Linked DNA regions of Capsicum annuum: region 2 is linked to region 1. The links are chromatin contacts, called in public Hi-C maps. All regions are on one chromosome and are shown on one strand. Each heading gives the region's core, a stretch centred on a gene start, on an enhancer-like site or on the middle of the called end of the contact. The rest is flanking DNA. Distances are from core to core; before and after follow the strand shown.

Region 1 (4,139 bases), core at 1,114-3,613:
GTCATTTTTCTTCTTTCGTTGAGAAATGTTTTCTTCAGAAGATATTCCTGGCGTCTAAGACATTGAAATACTTAGTCGTCGTGAATTTCTTTGCTTCGATCTTATGAATACACCCTCAGTCCTCATATAACACTGAAGAACAACAATTCAACAATAATCAAAATAGGCGCTAGTATTAAAAGAAAGATTTAAAGATGGGAAAACTCTTCTTTTCACCGAATTGTTTGTATTATTCAAATCCTATGGCAAAAACTACAGCACAAAACACCTCAAAAGTTGAGCTAGCACAGTGTAACAAATGTTTAAACAAGTTTTGATGTATTAGTATTCATCAAAAAACGGACCTTTAAGTTACTCTATCCTCCTAATATACCTAAAGACGGAATTAATTAATTGAAGAAAGTCTTCTAAATAAACCTTTCAGAATACCTAAATCATACAAAATTAAACTGTTACAGGTAAAATCAAACTTCTCTTTTTCACTACATAGCATCGAAATTGCTTAGATCCTGCAAACAACTAGAGTTATACAGCATTAAGATCTACGCTGGAACTACACACTCTTAATGACAGATTACCTAAATCATACAAAATGGAAGTATTATCAATAAAATCAAGCTTCTTATTTCACTAATAGCACCGAAATTGCTGAATCTCTTAGATCCTACGAACAACTAAAGTTAATGCAGCATTAAGATCTATGCTGGAATTACACACTCTTAATGACAGATTACTTAAATCATACAAAACTTAAACTATTATCATTAAAACCAAACTTCGGTAGTTCAGAAATAGCATCAAAATTGCCAAATGTATATCTTGAGAACAACTAGAGTTATGCAGTATTAAGATCAATGTTGGAATTACATTCTCTTAATGACAGATTAGCTAAATCATACTCCCTCTATTCCAAATACTTGTAACAATTTCCTTTTGAGCGTCAAAAAAAGGAACTTTGATCAGCATTTTAAAATGTATCTTTTTTATCACGTTGATATGAGAAAAAACTACAACTTATACTACTTTCCTTATAGTTTTTGAATCTCTACATATTAATTTTAAAATATCGAATTAAACATCGAATTAAACTATCTAAATTTAATTTGAAAATAATAGTCAATTTAACTCTCGACAATCAAAACGCGACAAACTATTTGAAACAGAGGGAGTACAAAATTAAACTGTTATCAATAAAATCAAGCTTAACTATTTCACTAAACAGCATCGAAATCACCAAATCCTCTAAGATCCTATAAACAAGTAGAGTTATACAGCATTAAGATCTATACTGGAATTACAAACTTACGCAATTGACAAAGTTAGATCCAGCAAAATTCAATAAAATAAAATCAAAATAATGTCAACACCAACACGAAGAACGCATTTTTTTCAATCAATATTGATATGAAAAAAAATGCAAGCTATAAAACTTTTTCGTATAGTTTTCAAATTCTAAAATATTGAATTAATCTAATCTAATTTAGCTTGGAATATTAGTCAATTTAACTACGTGACAGCTATTTTGGAACAGATGAATACAAAATTTAGCTGGTATCAATAAAAGCAAGCTTCTCTATTTCACTAAATAGCTTCGAATTTGCCAAATCCTCTTAGATCCTTCGTACAACTAATGCTATGTAGCATTAAGATCTATGCTGGAATACACACAGATTACCTAATTACACATGCAGCTTAGCTAAATCATACAAAATTACACTGTCATCAATAAAATTAAGCTTCTCTAATTCATTAATAGTACCGAAATTGCCAAATCCTATTAGATCCTAGAATTAGAAACTCTTAAACCTAAATCATACAGGATTAAATTGTTATCAATAAAATAAAACTTGTCTATTTTACTAATAGCATCGAAATTACCAAATCCTAATAGATCCTACGAGCAAATAGAGTTATGCAGCATTAAAATCTAGTATTCTGGATAAGATCCAGCTAAATTCAATCTAAAGACCACAAAAACAAATCAAATTAGTATCAACACCAATTCGAAAAAAAATTCCGAACCTCCTCGTGATGAAACAAGCTGTAGATATTAGATCGGATCGATAACAAAGCTGATTTCATCGAAACAAAATTCATTCGCCGCAGTTTCCTATTCAGTTGATGCAAGGCGGGACCCGAACTCCTCCATAAGCAAACAAAAAGGTATTCATCGTCACCGGAAGCTGACGTCATAGTAGCCGGCGAGGTAGGTCCCGACCTGCACCAAGCGAATGAGAGACCGCCGCAAGGCAAATACAAAACGCCGCATAAATACGTGCAGCAGCTATTTCTGTATATATACTGTATAGAGAGAGATCTGAGAGTTTTAGAGAGAGAGAAAACCTATCTGTATAGCTAGAGAGAGAAAGTGAGAGTAGTTATAGATTGTAACGGGATGATGGAGGTGATTTTATAGAGAGAACAGACGAATGATATAATGCCACGTGGAAACTGAAATCGGTTGGTGAAAAACGTTGGAATATACTTTTTCTGACGCTTTACTTTACAAAAATTGAACTATATTTTTACTTTGTCATATTTCATTTTTTAAAATTAACCTATACTTTTATTTATTATATTTCACTTTTTATAAATTAAATTATAATTTTACTTTTCAAGAAACAAACTCGATACAATTTAATTCCTGAAAAATAATAGATAATAAGTAAAATGCAGTTTAAATTAATGTATAATAATTAACAATAAGAGTATTATGAACTTCGTCTTCAACTTATAATAATAAGAAGGATCTCCTCTTTCTTCATTTCGTAAACTTTCTAATTTTACTGACTAAATCATTATTATTTACTTAGTTGATCACTTTCATGATAAATGATATAGAGCTTTAAAAAATTTATTTGTTTAATTCGATTGATTTGATATTTAGTTAATTCTTTTATTTTTATATTTTCAATGACATCGTATCGATACAAACCTCAATAGCCTTTTTAATTGGGCATACCACTCACTTTGAGTATCTTTGTTCCACTAGCTATGAAAAGATTAGAATTATTTTTGTGAAGCGAATCATAATAAGTAAAAATAAATGATCGAATTATAGATAATTAGGGCTTGGAATTGGGATGTAATTACGGGGAATGCCACAGGTAGTGAAAGAGTTCAAGTAATAAATTTGAAGTATACAGTGAGTACACGTGGGCGTGAAGTAAAGGTATAATGTGCAATTATAGTTACTGAACATGGCAGTAAAACAGTAACTATCAATCAATGCAACAACTTAACAACTGGATTTGGTAAATCTAAATATTCCCTCTTGCTCCACTTTTACAGTTTTACTGATTCAATATATTTAAAAATAGGGGAAATTTCAATTATATAAAAAAAAGTAAATAAATATCATGGATTTTTTAAAAGAAAATAAGTACTCAATAAAATACTATTCCCTCCGTTTAAAAAAGAATGACTTATTTTGACTTGACACAAAATTTAAGAAAAAAAAAAAAATTTTGAATCTTGTGACCTTAAATTAAAGTTGTATCAAATGTACCAAAATGTCCTTTAATCTTGCGGTCCTAAACATGTCATGTGAAAAGTTGAAATTAAAGTATTGTCAAAAAAGAAAAGAGGTCATTCTTTTTTAAATGGACTAGAAAAAAAATAGGTCATTCTTTTTTAAACAAAGAAAGTATTTAATAGTGTTTAGTAAGTTTATAAAAGAATATATGTTAAAATCATTTATATATAGATATTCTAAGTCTAGATCAGTGACGGATCCAGGATTTAGGGATCGTGGATACTCGAGAGGTTCGAACACATATATTGACATCCAAATCTTTAAGGGTTTGTCTGGAATCTAAAGCCCCAACTATCTTCTTAATTTCAGAGGTGATTTTTCTCATCTTATATCAATTTTCGTACATTTCTTATTTAGTCATACCTACTTAACAGATGTCGAAGTACCACAGATTTAAACCTAGGTCCGCTCCTGATCTAAACATACTATGGAGGTAGCGATGTAACGAAGAAAAACAAACTCACATAATATTTTAATAACTATCTCCTCTCATCTTCCAACACACCTCACATTCCACACCCTTATTTTCATAATATTTTCCCAAAATTATATTTAAATATTTTTGTTGATACAATATTTTTTTTACTTATCTATCAAATATGAA
Region 2 (4,407 bases), core at 45-2,544, 70 kb before region 1:
GTTGAAATCCTGACTCCGCCTCTGGGTCGGACCATGTCCAATAAATATCTATAAATATTGAATATTATTGTATATTAACTTGAGGTCATTGTACATACTATAAACTTCAAATCATGAATCAGCCAGCCACTTAACCAATAACATACATACATTCAATTCCTTAAGAACAAAGAATTTGCAAATTACATATTTATATACTATTAATATAGTTTCTTCATATCTTATATTTTTTGAGGATAAATAAATAAATAAATATTTTCTGAATAAAACAAAAATACCATTGAATTTCAAGAAAAGAGAAAAACTTACTAGGAAAAACTTCACCGCCGACCACCGGTTTCTGTTGCAACGAAGAGAATTTTTGTTTTTACTTATGTTGTTTCATATTTTCTAGTGAACTTAGAAAAATGTCAATGAAGTTCACAAAGTTAACACTATTACAAATGAACCCCTTGTTTTGTTTTGTCGTGTTAGTTTACAACTATATCTTTTGGGAAGTTAACAATTAAGTCCTCATGGTTTAGTTAATTACGCAACAAAGTGCCTTCTTTCTTTTATCGAGTTTCTGGTGATTCAAATCCACAATCTTTTGATTGAAAAAGGAGGGTGTTTAGCATGAATAATTCTTTCTTGTCTTAAAATACCGACCTATTATTTTTTTAAAAAAAAAAAAATGATCTTTATGAGGCCAATAAAGTCTCTTGGATTAGTTCTCTATGCTAAATTGCTAATTAAACTACTCGGATGAAGCAAATGTATACTTTTGAGACTGACCATGATCACTCTGAATAAATTAAAATTGTTTACGAGATGATAAAATATGGCAAAAGCTATATCAAAATTAGTTCGCATAGGAATGGACGTATTGGTTCACGTAAGGATTCACGTAGAATACCAGAGGGAGTTATTCATGTCAACTTTGAGTATTGACAGATGCTCTTGTTATTCCCAAGACGACTCCGTAACATATCGTCTTTTTCAAAGCGCAACCCATTCGTTCTGCTCACGACAATCCAATAAGTTCTCTGGGTGAAAAAACATTAGACAATCCATCTTCTGAAACCAAGGCAATCACACGAATGTTTCCCCCAACCCAACATGGGAAATGTCCATATCTCGTTGCAAGGCTTATTTTTCGTTGTGGGTCATAAGGCGAACACATTCATTCTACAGGACCACAACGATAAAGATAGATTGTGCTACACGCATCAACTCCTCGAAATGCAGCCCTTACACGATATGCTTTGTACATTGAATTGCTTCATAGGCACATATTATCAGTATAAGCCTACAAGGAACATTAAAGGTTTAAAAACATATTATTCCCCTTAACCAGCAAAAGTTAACACACCTTGTGTATAGGTGTACCCCTACTAGTGCACACCAATAGGTTTAGATAAAGCTACTTGGAAGTGAATGTATTCAAAAGGAATATGCAGCAGAAATGGCACATTCAACATTCAAGGTTGTTGGACTCCTTGAACCTGAAATGTAACATAAATTCAAAAATCCAACACAATTAAGACGAGACTGCTGGGATCAAAACAACAATAATGTCGTATACTATCATAAACCGAAATATATCATATGGTAGAAACTCGGAATTGTCAATTCACTAAAAATGCCTAGAAAACCAAATTTCGGGCACTTAGTTCATCCTCCTGATAAGTTCATTGATGAAGTTCTCGCGGTTACCAGCATCACCACCTTCAACGTAGTGATTTCTCTTCTTCTTGAGTCCGCCCAAAGGTGCCTTCAGTTGGAATGGCCATAGGAAGTTGTTGGCCTCCTTGAAGTGGGGGCCAACAGTCATGATCTCATGGACGAGGTCTTCGGCGCAGATAATCCCGTGCTTGCCCAGTCCCTGAAACATATACAGAGCACTCTAAAATGTCAACGCCCGAAAAAAAAAAAAAATGATCCACAGCTAAAGAACTGACACAAACTTACCTGCTCAATGACAGAGTTGTCGGTCAAAGCAATTCTCTGCTTGTTGAGCTTCCCATAACCTCTCTTGTAGATCAATTCCCTAACACTCTTTAGGTTTGGATAACTGCAAGATACAAAGGAAATAAAGGACTGAAAGTAAGAGCAGTGGAGAGAAATACATGACAATGCAGCAGAGCATAAAGTGAAACCTACCCATAGGTAACGTAAGGTTCAACTCTATGCAACATGTTCACGGTGGCTTTGTTAACTTTCAAAAACACCCCATTAAAGATCTGGGAAGGATGAAGAGTTCAATGTTAGAGCAGAGAGGTAACAACAAAATAACTCAAAACTTAAAGAATTATATAAGCACGAAACACATCTAACCAAAATCAGCCATCCAGAGAACCTAGAAACATCACTTTGTTTCGTTTCCAACAAAGGAGGGGAATCAGAAGAATTATAAAGAATTTTGACAATAACACAATAACTAGGCTGATGATCAGACATTTGGCGTAACAAGCCAGTCCAATCATCAGGATCTACACAGGTAACAAACCAGTTCAATCATCAGGATATACACAGGGAACTAACTGTCAAGTGGAAAAGCTATAACCCCGGAGAGCTATAACCCCCAACACCTACTTAAAAGTGAATTTCCAGCAAACAGAATAATATAAGGAAATAAAAAGTAGGTTATACACCAGCAAACATCAAATTATCCCCGTGAATGCTGCAAAACAGTAATATGATACCAACAACTGTAGCAGAAACACATGCAGTGTAGATTCTAGAATGCTGAGAGCAGTAAATTAAAATTCTAACCAATTCTTTGAGGGGTATAAAAAAGGAGCTGCTTGTACCTGTCGCAAACGTAGTAGCTGCAAAATCTTTTTGGTCTGTGGGGCCATAGCGTTAATCCTAAAAGATCAAAAACTTTATGAGTACCATAGTATTACCTCTTTCATCATATTATAGAATGAAGAGCATCAAAATAGTTCTTACCCGCGTATCCTGATGATAAACAACAACTTTGCCTCAGGATCCACATAGAAACCACCTTTCAATCTAGCCTCACGTTTTAAACGAATCAACTCCTTGTCCTAAAAAAGGAAATCAAACACTTATAACCAAGCTTAATATCACACAAGCATGTCAACTAAAATTTACGGAGTTCAATAGTACCTGCTGCTCGTACTCCTTTGCGTACAGCTTCGCTCTGTTGTAGATCAATTTCCTGTTCTCGGCATTCTTCTTCTTCGCAGATTCAAGTTCTTGCTTCTTTGCAAGAGCCCATTCCTCACTCCTCTTCTGCTTCTTCAAGATGGACTCTGGAACTGGTGTTTCACCCATCTCTGCAACATTCAAGACTAACATTAACTCTCAACATAAAGTAACATCCATATCAAATTTTCACATTCTATTCAAATATCAGCAAAGAAAGTAGATCACACCCCTAGGGATATTAATAAATGTAACTTATCAGCACAATGTAAACACAATTCACTAATCTTATATCATTATTTTTTTGGTGATGAGAAAACTTAAATCATCACTTCAATATATCACCAAATAAAGATGTTCTGTATCATTTAACAACAGAAGATGGACCAAATTACCAAACCGATTTCCTATATGCTACTACCCCCCCACTGGGGCAAACATAAGCAAAGCTCAAAGAAGCTTCTGGTTACTACACCATCACCTCAACACATTGCCTTCTACCAAAAATGTAGGGGAGGATGAGGGGCAAACAAGAAGACTTGTAAGTTTAAAAAATACTCACATGTTAGATTATGTGTAAAGAAGTAACAAAAATTTAAAGCCCGGCCATAAGACTCATTCCCTGTACTTCTATTCTACACCCCTTCACTTACTTTTCCCTATTCCATCAAAATATCCCGAACTTCATGAATCAGAATACACAATCATTAAGTCGACAAATAATGAATAGTTCTTCCGATGCACTTGCAGAATTTTATATTCTTCAGCATTCAAAACTATAATGCTTACCCAACACTAACTAAAAAAGTAATTTTTAGCTTCTAAAATATCAAAACGAGCAACCATTTCAAACAGATCAAAAAACTTCCTAATAGGAAGTCAAAATATAAAGACACACAATTTCAACTCCATGTCTAGCAAACATAACAGAGTGCAGAAACTCATCTTATAATATAACTAAAAAGCATGGATCACAATACACAAACATGTGTTATTCCACTATCTTTTTTAAATAACTGTGCGTTATGGCCAGCTTTCGTGCACCTCGACTAATTCCACCCCATACCTGCCACCTCCCAAAAATCTAATGCTTACCCAAAACTAAAACTTAAAAAGTAATCTTTCATCTGCTAACATTTCAAACACAGCATAAGAGCTTTCAAATAGACTTCTAAATACTCAACTAGAACACACACACTTATGCAACAACAATGAGTCGTACTTTATATCCCCTTCCATCATTTTTTCTTTCAA

The links. A called contact is a pair of places that touch in the nucleus more often than the background predicts.
Region 2: a contact with region 1 is called in a Hi-C map of leaf, with 2.4 times the contacts expected there. The contact joins the promoter of LOC107850720 here to the enhancer-like site in region 1. A contact is called at or near these places in 4 of 5 Hi-C or Micro-C datasets (leaf, pericarp and placenta).

What each region holds. Positions count from the first base shown.
Region 1 is chr12:226,348,250-226,352,388 of UCD10Xv1.1, reverse strand. No RefSeq gene overlaps it. Among protein-coding and RNA genes, the nearest start is that of LOC107848862, 24 kb to the right of the region's middle. Within about 2 kb of position 2,363, at least 5 of the 5 cell types and tissues checked have an H3K27ac peak or open chromatin away from gene starts, as enhancers often do. A contact at or near this core is called in leaf and pericarp, where this site is marked.
Region 2 is chr12:226,416,976-226,421,382 of UCD10Xv1.1, reverse strand. LOC107850720 (alkylated DNA repair protein ALKBH8 homolog) reads right to left here and starts at 1,294. Exons shown (of 8, transcript XM_047401249.1): 1 at 896-1,294. LOC107850721 (60S ribosomal protein L7-4) reads right to left here. Exons shown (of 7, transcript XM_016695444.2): 2 at 3,115-3,284; 3 at 2,935-3,032; 4 at 2,793-2,850; 5 at 2,143-2,222; 6 at 1,951-2,053; 7 at 1,435-1,864. The coding sequence starts at 3,282. The coding sequence ends at 1,649.